2 separate regions of the Mus musculus genome follow, and region 2 is linked to region 1. Evidence: chromatin contacts called from public HiChIP or PLAC-seq data. All regions are on one chromosome and are shown on one strand. The core of a region is the stretch at or near the end of the contact, and the rest is flanking DNA. Distances in the headings are between cores, read along the strand shown.

What was found. HiChIP or PLAC-seq counts read pairs in DNA pulled down with a chosen protein or histone mark.
Region 2: an H3K27ac HiChIP or PLAC-seq map of extraembryonic endoderm stem cells shows a contact between it and region 1, with 4 times the contacts expected there. The contact joins two enhancer-like sites. A contact is called at or near these places in 1 of 115 datasets of contacts at active chromatin or transcription factors (extraembryonic endoderm stem cells) and 1 of 9 other capture datasets (embryonic stem cells).

Annotation. Positions count from the first base shown.
Region 1 is chr17:67,943,325-67,948,086 of GRCm38.p6, reverse strand. All of the region lies in intron 1 of Arhgap28 (Rho GTPase activating protein 28), which reads left to right. Among named protein-coding and RNA genes, the nearest start is that of Arhgap28, 58 kb to the left of the region's middle. Within about 2 kb of position 2,451, at least 21 of the 459 cell types and tissues checked have an H3K27ac peak or open chromatin away from gene starts, as enhancers often do. A contact at or near this core is called in extraembryonic endoderm stem cells, where this site is marked.
Region 2 is chr17:68,879,101-68,884,050 of GRCm38.p6, reverse strand. No RefSeq gene overlaps it. Among named protein-coding and RNA genes, the nearest start is that of Gm36392, 7.3 kb to the right of the region's middle. Within about 2 kb of position 1,965, at least 28 of the 459 cell types and tissues checked have an H3K27ac peak or open chromatin away from gene starts, as enhancers often do. A contact at or near this core is called in extraembryonic endoderm stem cells, where this site is marked.

The DNA.
Region 1 (4,762 bases), core at 1,202-3,701:
GCAGTTGCTAGCGGTGTTGATGTGAACATAGTCCTTGTGCATGCTCGTGCCAAAATCAGCGTCCAACAGGTAAGTGGATTTCCTTCTTGGCTCCATTGAGGTCACACCACAGTAGACTTCTCAAGAACCCAAGAATCGTACGTAGTGGGGATTCGGAGCGGAGGCAGCCCGTGGTTTGCTTAGCAGGATCGGTCGGGCGTGGTTCAGTGGTTCTGTTCATTAGAATGGTATGGGACTCTCTGGAGCCCAGATAAGTGGGCGGTGTACATGGCTTGACCCGGGTATTCCATCCTGCTCCCCTCTGGGCAGAATGCCTTCCATAGTTGTGGGGAGGAAAGCTGGGGGACTGGGGGCTTCAGCAGCACTCTGGAAGGCACTTCACTGTGTGCCCAAACGTCCAGAACCTCAGCAGTATGGAGAGAACCACAGTGACCTTAGAATAGTCTAGATAGACAGAGGCTCTGTAGCCAAGACAGTGGAAGCGGTGGCCTATTTATTTCTTATCCACCATGTATTTATTTCCCTGTTTTTCTTTAATCCATTGTTTCTTGCTCCCTTCCTGTTTCTTTTTGCCTCGATTCCTCCTTCCATCCCTTCTCCCTCCCTTCCTTTCTTTTTTCAGTAGGGTTTTCCCAGGCTGGCCTTGAACTAGCAATCCTCCTGCTTCAGCCTCCAAAGTGCTGGGGTTACAGGTGTATACCACTGTACCTGGCCATGGAGCTTCTTTTATGGTAGAGAATGGAATGCTTGCCATTCTTTCCTTTTAACCTTTGCCAACCATGAATAATTCAGTAGGAATGAGTCTGCCTGTATACACTGTGAGAACATCATGGGCTTTGTCCTATGGTTTCTCCCTGCAAGTTTCTCTGTGACAACATTAACCCACCCACATCCTTTTAAGTTACTCTGTACTAGGTCCAATTTTCTTTTTTCTTTTTAATTAGATAGTTTCTTCATTTACATTTCAAATGCTATCCCCTCTCCTAGTTTCCTCTCCGAAAATTCCCTATACCCTCTCCCTCCCCCTGCCCCCCACCCATTCCTGCTTCCTGGCCCTGGCATTCCCCTATACTGGGGCAAGACCAATGGTCTCTCCTCCCATTGATGGCCGACTAGGCCATTCTCTGCTATATATGCATGTAGAGACATGAGCTCTGGTGGTACTGGTTAGTTCACATTGTTGTTCCTCCTATAGAGCTGCAGACCCCTTCAGCTCCTTGGGTACTTTCTCTAGCTCCTTCATTGGGGACCCTGTGTTCCATCCAATAGATGACTGTGAGCATCCACATCTGTATTTGCCAGCCACTGGCATAGCCTCACAGGAGACAGCTATATCAGGGTCCTGTCAGCAAAATCTTGTTGGCATCTGCAATAGTGTCTGAGTTTGGTGGTTGTTTATGGGATGGTTCACCGGGTGGGGCAGTCTCTGGATGGTCCTTCCTTCAGTCTCAGCTTCGAACTCTGTCTCTGTAACTCCTTCCATGGGTATTTTGTTCCCCCTTCTAAGAAGGAACGAAGTGTCCACAGTTTGGTCTTCCTTCTTGAGTTTCATGTAATTTTCAAATTGTATCGTGGGTATTCTAAGTTTCTGGGCTAATATCCACTTATCTGAGAAGCACTGGACTCTTCCCAAGATGCCAGCAGTGCCAGAGCCCTTGGCTCCTCCCTCTGCTTTAATGTGAGCACTTCTTTCCAGATTGCTATTTGAAAAATAAATAAATAAACCCACCGAGGGGATCAAGCCCCTAGCAAATGCTGCTGTCAGCTCAGCTCTTGCCTCCTTCCTGCTTTTGATCCCCAAGAATCAGCTCATTTTGGGGGCAGTTCATAACATACCTCTCTAGGTGTATAAGGGAAGTGCCACAAGCCCTTTGCAAACATAGTTTCATTAATCTCCGTCCATGGCCCTGAAGAAGGCATGCAGGCGACAATCCTGAGCAGCTAAGGGTCTGGCTCAAGTTATAATTTCTAGCATCGGCTCAAAGAGAACTGGAAGTTGGATTCTGGGGTCTGGGGGGGCCTTCCACACACAGATCCGTGTGAAGGTCCAGTGTGTTCTCCATGTTCTGTGGTGTAGAGGCAGGAAAACGTGGAGGTTGCGGTGGCAATAGTTGTGGGTCTTTCCATTCTTCACTGAGGCTGCTTTCTGGCATTAACAAGTCTCCTGTGGGCTCCGTCTTCAGTCCTCATTTTTCAGTGCTGTGAAACCCAGGAGCAATCAAGCTGCTACTGAGCCCCACCCAAGCCCCAGCCTGTCCATTATTTCACTTCCTATCTTGAGAGAGGGTCTGTCTGTGGAGCCTGTAGTGATCTCTAGTTTAATTGAAAGACATGGAAGTCCGTGTTTTTCCATATTGCTCTCTCAAAGAACCAGGCAATCTATTCTTCTCTCCCTCTGACGCAAAGCTGATGTGTGCAGCGACGGGGGCAGTGTATGTGCATAGGAATGCAGCTGTGAGAGATACCAGAGAAGGGATTGCGATTGTGGATTCTTTGTGCGTTTTCCCTGCTCTGCTTACAATTCTGCTGTTTACTGAAGGCTTGCCCCTCTGACTCCTCGACCCCTTTGGGTTTATCTGCTGATCCCTTGGCCAGAGCCCACATTCTGCCCTCTCCTCCCTAGCTGCAGGCAACCTTTGTTACTCTCCTGGAGATTGTAGTGCCCGGCTCTCCCATTCAGGATCCTTGTACTCTCCTACTTGGCGTGGTTCTCCTCAGTGCTGTGTTCTGTTTCCTGGGCTAGCCTGCTCACTTGGACTAGTCTACTCACTTACATAGACTAGGAAGGGCTGATCTTCCTCTACAGTCCTTGTGCCTTCACCTGGGTCCTGTTCTTTAATGTGGGTCTCCATAGATCATTCTCCAAGACTTCCCTGGAACTTCCAAATTTCTCTGGAGATTTCATCTCTTTTCAAGCTGGCATGGCTTTTCAGCTCCCCACCCCTGCCCCCCCACCCCCACCCCCCGACAGACAATGTTTCCCTGAAGTCATTAGCCTGGTGACATCCTCCCTTCAGTAAGCTTCCCCAAATGGAATCCTAGTTCAGCTGTACTAAAGATGGCTGCCTATGTCCCGACTGTACAACATGGTCAACTGCTAATGCTTTTGGTGCTGTGGGCGTGGCACAGGTTGCTGTTGGGTTTCAGAGAAAAACAAATAGCAGTTGGGTATGCTGAAGAATGGAACTTAGTGTTTTGAGGTCAAAGCTTAGAGAATTCGAACTCTGTATGACTTGTCCGATAAATGCCATGGGAAGAGCTTTGAGTAAAAGGATGGGAAGAGAATGAAGAAAAGCAAAACAAAGAATGCCACCAGCTGTAAGGTAGCACCTGTGCTTGGCATTGTCGTGCAGTGCACTAGGAGGTTTCTGGATGGAGGTCCTCCCTACGTGGTACCTTTTTTTTGTTGTTGTTTTAAACTAAATTACTGCAGTCACAGAATTCCCATGGATTGATAGCCAGCCCATTAATGATCTGCAGGTTTCTGAAGCGTCCTGCACGCCTCAGTTCCCAGGCCTTAAAAGCCTGCGTGCCCTGTAATTGTCTGGTGGTGCCTGCTTTCGGTAAGAAGAAATTGCTTGTATTGTTCATTCATAAGTAGATTTTTGGCAACAGTCACTGCATGAAAAACAAAAATACTGCAAGTAGTCAGTGGGAAATTATCCAAAATGTGCTAGAGCCCTGGCACTGAGGTCCGGCTGCCTGCTCCTGAAGTTCACTTTTTCCATTATCTCTGGTGATATGTGTTTAGGCTGTGGTGAACTTTCTGGTCGCCTTTGTTTTTGTTTCTATAAAAGAAATTACAATCGTACCCTACAGGGTTTCTCATGGGACTGTAGAGCATTTTCAACAAGTGTTCATCCATTATAGCACACTGGAGAAGTTATAATACAATTCCCTGATACTAATGGACCCTGGCTGTAGTCACTGAAATCAGTTTCTCAGTTTTGTTGTTTTTTAAATGTTTTACATGACATTCCTACGTATGGTACAAATTCTGCCTATATGATACTCTATGCATAACAGTGTGTGTGTCTGTGTGTGTATGTGTGTATGCACATATGCATGTGTGCATATGGAGAAGTGGAGACTTAGGTTGTCAGTCCTTAATTGCTATCCACCTTGATTTTGGGGTCAATCTTTCATGGCCTGGAGCTTGCCAGGTAGACCAGTTGGCCAGATCCATCTGTCTCCACTTCCCCAAGGCTGGGATTATAAGGGTACAGCATCCTGCCTTTCTTTTTTACATGTTTGCCAGACCAGCATTTTACCAACCTAGTTATTCTTCTCTCTTCCCCCACCTACCCCCATAACTGAGGAATACTGAATTATCACAGGAGATTGCTCTAATGGATTTGGGAGAATATACTAATGGATTTACAAGGCCTTGTTTTTCAACAGATAAATGATTTTCTGTCTTGTTTGTTTTCCAGACTTTTTTTTTTAAAGCAGCTTAGTATTTAACTCCCAAGTAGAGGTCTGCCATGATCTCCTCACCAGCCTTTGATGAAGTCTGCTCTCATTCTGGAATGGAGATCATTCCATTGCTTGCCAGTGAAAACATCTTTCTGTCCTTATACGGTGTTTTAAATGTCTTCCCCATAGTCATGAAATCTGTTAGGGGATAGTTAAAAATCAATTTATCAAGTCTTGAACAGACCTTTGACAATTTTTTTAAGGCTTCCAAATTACTCTGACCTATGTCAGTCTATGTCAGTCTAACAGCATTCTGCAGAAAACTAGCCATCATCCTTGATTAAAA
Region 2 (4,950 bases), core at 716-3,215, 940 kb before region 1:
TGTTTGGTGTGAGACTCATTATATCTTTTGGTCCTGGTCCAAGATTTATCAGTTTGGTTTATTCAATCAGGCAACACCAAGGATACTTGACAAGCCTTTGTTCAATGGTTAATGTTTTAAATGATAGCTGCTCGGAGAACCCACATTAACCTGCTTACTGTGTAGTAGTATTGTGTTAGTCTGCTTACTGCAGCAGCACTATGTGAGCAGTAAAAGTGATAAGAGTTTATTGGTTGAAAAAAATCTTAAGTTCAACTCTGGTGTGAATAGGGTTGAAAATTAAAATTGATTCAATATGACTAACGCTAGAGGGTCAACCTTTGGAAATGAGCAAGTCTGGGGTTAAATATAGATCTGAAATATTATCCTAGCTTTTAGATGCCATCTACTGGCTGTAATTACTATTCTGTACCAAAGGCCCTGGTTTTCCCACAGAGGGAGAATATTCACAGGGCCTGTGATTAAATTAAAATGCTGTTCCCTTGGCCTTTGTGTTTTGTGCAGATCGCTGCCTGGACAAGTGTCAGTGTACTTGAAAGTCAAGCTGCATTTGGAAAAAGTTATTGTGAGCATGAAATATTTATCTGAAGGTGAGACACATCTGATGGCTGTTGGTTTCTGACTCCCAGCTTCCTTTCAGACATAGAGCAGCATGTAGGCATCTGGATACAGTTCGCTGCTACTGTACCTGAATACATTTTTGCAAAAGCTGTCAGGTCACAGCTGTTCTCCATGTGGAATGTAGCAGTGAGAGAAATATACTGGCTCATGTGTGCAATTAGCACACCCAAACTCTACCTGCATTTCTGTATTTAAGGATGGTCAGCGATGGCATCTGTCAGGAAAGAACTTAACTGTGTAAACCGAACCCATGTGCTTCTTATCCAGAAATCCTTCCACTGGAACATGGAGGGCTCCGCTGTACTATAGGATGAATAATATAGGTGTTTTATGGGGGGGGGGGAGGATAATGTTTTGTTGCTATGGTGCCAAGCTGTCCTTCCACAAGCGTGTGTTGAAACCTTTACTCCCAGTGCAGCAGTGTAGAGAGGTGGGAACTAACCGGATGGCATTAAGCCTCAGGGTCTACCTTAGGTATATGCATATATACTACTTATTACTTACATAAGTGGTGGCTGTTTAAAAAGGAGGTTTATAAAATTTGCTTTTAGGTACTTTTGGAAACACCCTTTATGAAAAAAAAAAGTTCCATATAGAAGGAGGGTAGCTGTTAGCTTTTTGTAATTCAAAAAAAAAAAAAAAAAATCAAAGATTCAAGCCAGCATGAACCAAACTGTGAGTTTGAAGGATAGCTAATTGCTTACATGCTGTGTAATGGGATTAATTTGTTAAATTGTTGTTGTTGTTGTTTTTCCAGAATTGAAGTGTCATCTTGGTGTGGGGAAAGGACTAGGAGGAGAGGAGGAAGGGAAAACTGCCGTTGGGATGTAAGTAAACAAATAAATATATTAATTTTTTTAAAGTGTGTAAGTATAAATTGGGGGGGGGGGCTATCTGTAAGTCTCAATCCCCCTCTAGAAAAATCAATACCAATGTGGAGAATTGCCACGAAGATTATATGAGGCAATGTATGTAAAACAGCCAACATGGTGATTGTGTTCACAGAAGGGCTCAGTGCAGTGTCAATGTTAATGAGGGATTGAGTATGTCAGATCCATGATGCCATTCCCGCAGAGGGCTGCTTGGGAACTGCCATTGGCCAGGCCATGAGACTGAAGGCAAGCAGTGCCTCTGTAATTTCAGCTTTTCCTAGCTGGCCGTGGTTGCTGTTCTGTTAATCTGAAATTTCAGTATGTGCTGAACAGAGGAGACCTATGTGACCAGCTCCCCACAACTTTTTCCTATGAAGAGCCTTAGACTTTGTGAAGGGTTTCACTGGGCAGAAGCAGTGTTCTTGTTCATGGAGACCGGGATATGCTCAAGGGTGGCCTCTGGTGAGAGAGAAAGCAGAGGAACACTGAAAGACAGATCCTCTGGCTCCAGCCGCCGCCGCCATCATCTTCTGTGTTGTGCTGTGCCCTTTCCACGCGGCTGAACGCAATCAAAATCCTCAAACGCAGCAGCAACCTTAGGATCCCTCATCATACTCCACGTTTAGTGACGTTTATCATAATGTTCATTCAATGAGTAGTTCCCAAACGTGGCTGTTATCAGAACGTCCTAGGAAACGAGTCGCACAGGTATCCCTCCACCTGCTCCACCTAGCGGCGGCACAATTATAAAAGGGTCCTACTTTGAACTGTCAGCGCTCTCTTAAATGTTATTTGTTTCTTGTTTGTTTTTCTGTGTGCCTGACTGTGCCCCGTGGGTTGGGAGGTCAGAGGACAATGCTCAGGAACCAGTTCTCTGCCACTTTGTGGGAGTCCAGGTGGGAACTCAGGCTGGAAGGGGTAGCTTACAAGTGCCTGGACCAGCTGAGCCCTCTCTGCAGCCCAGATCTCGGTGTTCTTTAGTTCTGACATTTCTAGTTGATTCATTTAAAACGTTTTTACTATGTTTAGATTTATCAGTTACTATGTATCTATTAATCAGTTAATATGCCTTTCTGGAAGTTCTCTTTCAAGTCATATTGCCTCATTTTTTTTCTTCTTCTTCTTCTCCTCTGGATCCCTTGGGATCCTTTTAACACTATAGTTTTAGATTTACAGAAAACTTGCAAGAACAACATGGAAAGATCTGCCCATGCTTGTTCTGATTCCTGTTAACATCTAGCCTGACCCTTGGACAGTGACCAGAAGGAGGGGTGAATACCTCCATGTTCCTAGTCACCAAACAATAGCTGTTTGTCTGCACTTAAGATTTTCCCAGCTTTTTGTTGTCTTTGTTCCAGGATCCAATCTAAGATCCCATCTTGTGTTTAGTTGTCTTGTCTCTGTCTCCAGTGCATAGCAGAACCTTGGTAGTTTCCTGTTTCTCCAGACTTCTATTGAGTGCTGTTGTTTTGTTTTGTTCTGTTTTGTTTTGTTTGTTTGTTTGTTTGTTTGTTTTTGGTAGATTATCTCTTGAGTTTGGCTTTGTCTGCTGTTTTCTTGTGAAGAGATTTGGGTAATACATTACCAACAGACACTACAGAAGTATAGTAATGGGGCCTATAATGGGGTGGCCCTTCATGTTATTGGCATTAGTCTTGGTTACTTATTGGTGACTTCTGAAGCTCTCCACTCTCAAGCTACACAATTTTCTTTGAAGTTAATTATTTTCCTGAGGAGATCTGCTGGGAGTCTGAAGATGCCCAGCTTTAAGATTTTAAGATATGCGGTTGGGTCTCTTCTGTGATAGTCTAAAGGACAATTTTCTATCTGCTCTTACTCCTTTTACATTTAATTTTAACCCCCACTGAATACTAATACTTGCTTTTAAACATTTGGATTCTTACTCTGGTATTTACAATTTCAGCCAAACACTCTAGGATTCCTTCTGGATGTCAGCTTTCCCCAATGTGTGACTCTGTCCTCTGAGTGTATGAAGCCGGACATTCATAACCCATGGTGTATGTTTCTTACCTGGCCACCTACAGTAGGTACAAAGTAGCTTCCGGATTGGTAACCCAGATTCCCATGAGGCACAGCTTTACTGCCCAGAGGTCAGTTACTTGTTAATCTCCCCTCAGCTCTGTCAGAATGAGGTGAACAACCCTGTCTGACCATCACCCTAGTGTCTAGGTCACCCACATTTGCTACTGGCGACCCTTCTCTTATTTGGAGCCTAGGCCATATTTCCCTGCCACGTTTCATGGTTTCTATTCGAAAAGAATGCTTGAAGTGGAAGCTAGTGACATTTACTTCATAAATGTTGTGCCTTTCTGATTCCCAGGCTCCCAGCTGGGAAAGGAACTTCTGTAGTCTGACTTGCAGTTGTGATAGTTGTCAAACCTTTCTGGCAACTTTAGTAGGACTCAGCTAGCCAGTAAGTTGACGTGTTCTAAGTCAACCTCAGTGTTGTGTGACATTCCTGGGGAGATATGAGCAAACATGTAGCTACACCAAGTGGGGAAACAAATGATGGATGAAAATAAGGACACCGCCAAAGACCAACTTGGTCAGTGTTTTATTGGGGCTACTTGCAGGGATACTGGTGAAGAGGTACTTACAGAAGCTGAGGTGACTCAACACACTCTCAGTAAGCTGACCCATCCTGCATGTGTGATGACCCATGAAAGACAGAGACCCGGAGCTCATAATACAACCTGTAGAAAGCTGAGCAGGTTGGAGAGACTCAGGCAGCTCAAGTGATCTGAGCCTCCTCCAAGAAGTTCTCTCATCTTTGTCTCTTCAAGGGAGCACACCTGGTCTGGGAGAGTCTCCCAGCAGTCCTTTCTGCTTATATAGGCATGAAAGGTGGAGCCTAGTGACGCTAATCAGTTTTAGGGACTTCCTGAAGTCTTTACGTGTTTGCTCTCTGAGATTAAAGAGCATCCTTGCTAAGGTATGCTTCTTTTCTCTGTGCACCTTAGTAAGTTTCCCTTCAAATGGGATGTTTTATCGTGGAGGAAATTGCTAGACAACACTCGGACCATGCTCTTCTGCATAGCCAGGGACATAAACAGTTGTGAATCAAAGGACAGTCTTTCTCTTGACATTTGAACCAACCTCTTTCTGAATCAGGAGACTTTTTAGCCCAGCCTCAGCTGTTCTGGTTCTTTGAAAGTTTGCCTTCCATCCTGCCCTCTACTACCTTGTAAGTTAAAAAAAGCTTCAGGGGCTTCAGGGAGATTTTAGGCTCTAAGTCTCATTAGGAGGGCAACACCCTGGTTGTGGGAAGCACTTCATGCTCTTGGGCATGTATCAAAGCTTTTGACATAGTGTATAATAGAAGAAATACTGGCCTCCCCCAAATATTCACCTTGTAATCTTTATAAGGTGTCAGTTTATTGTTTTATTCAGAAAAGGGAAATTTAGGTTGTTTATGGAAATAAATTAGTATTTAGGC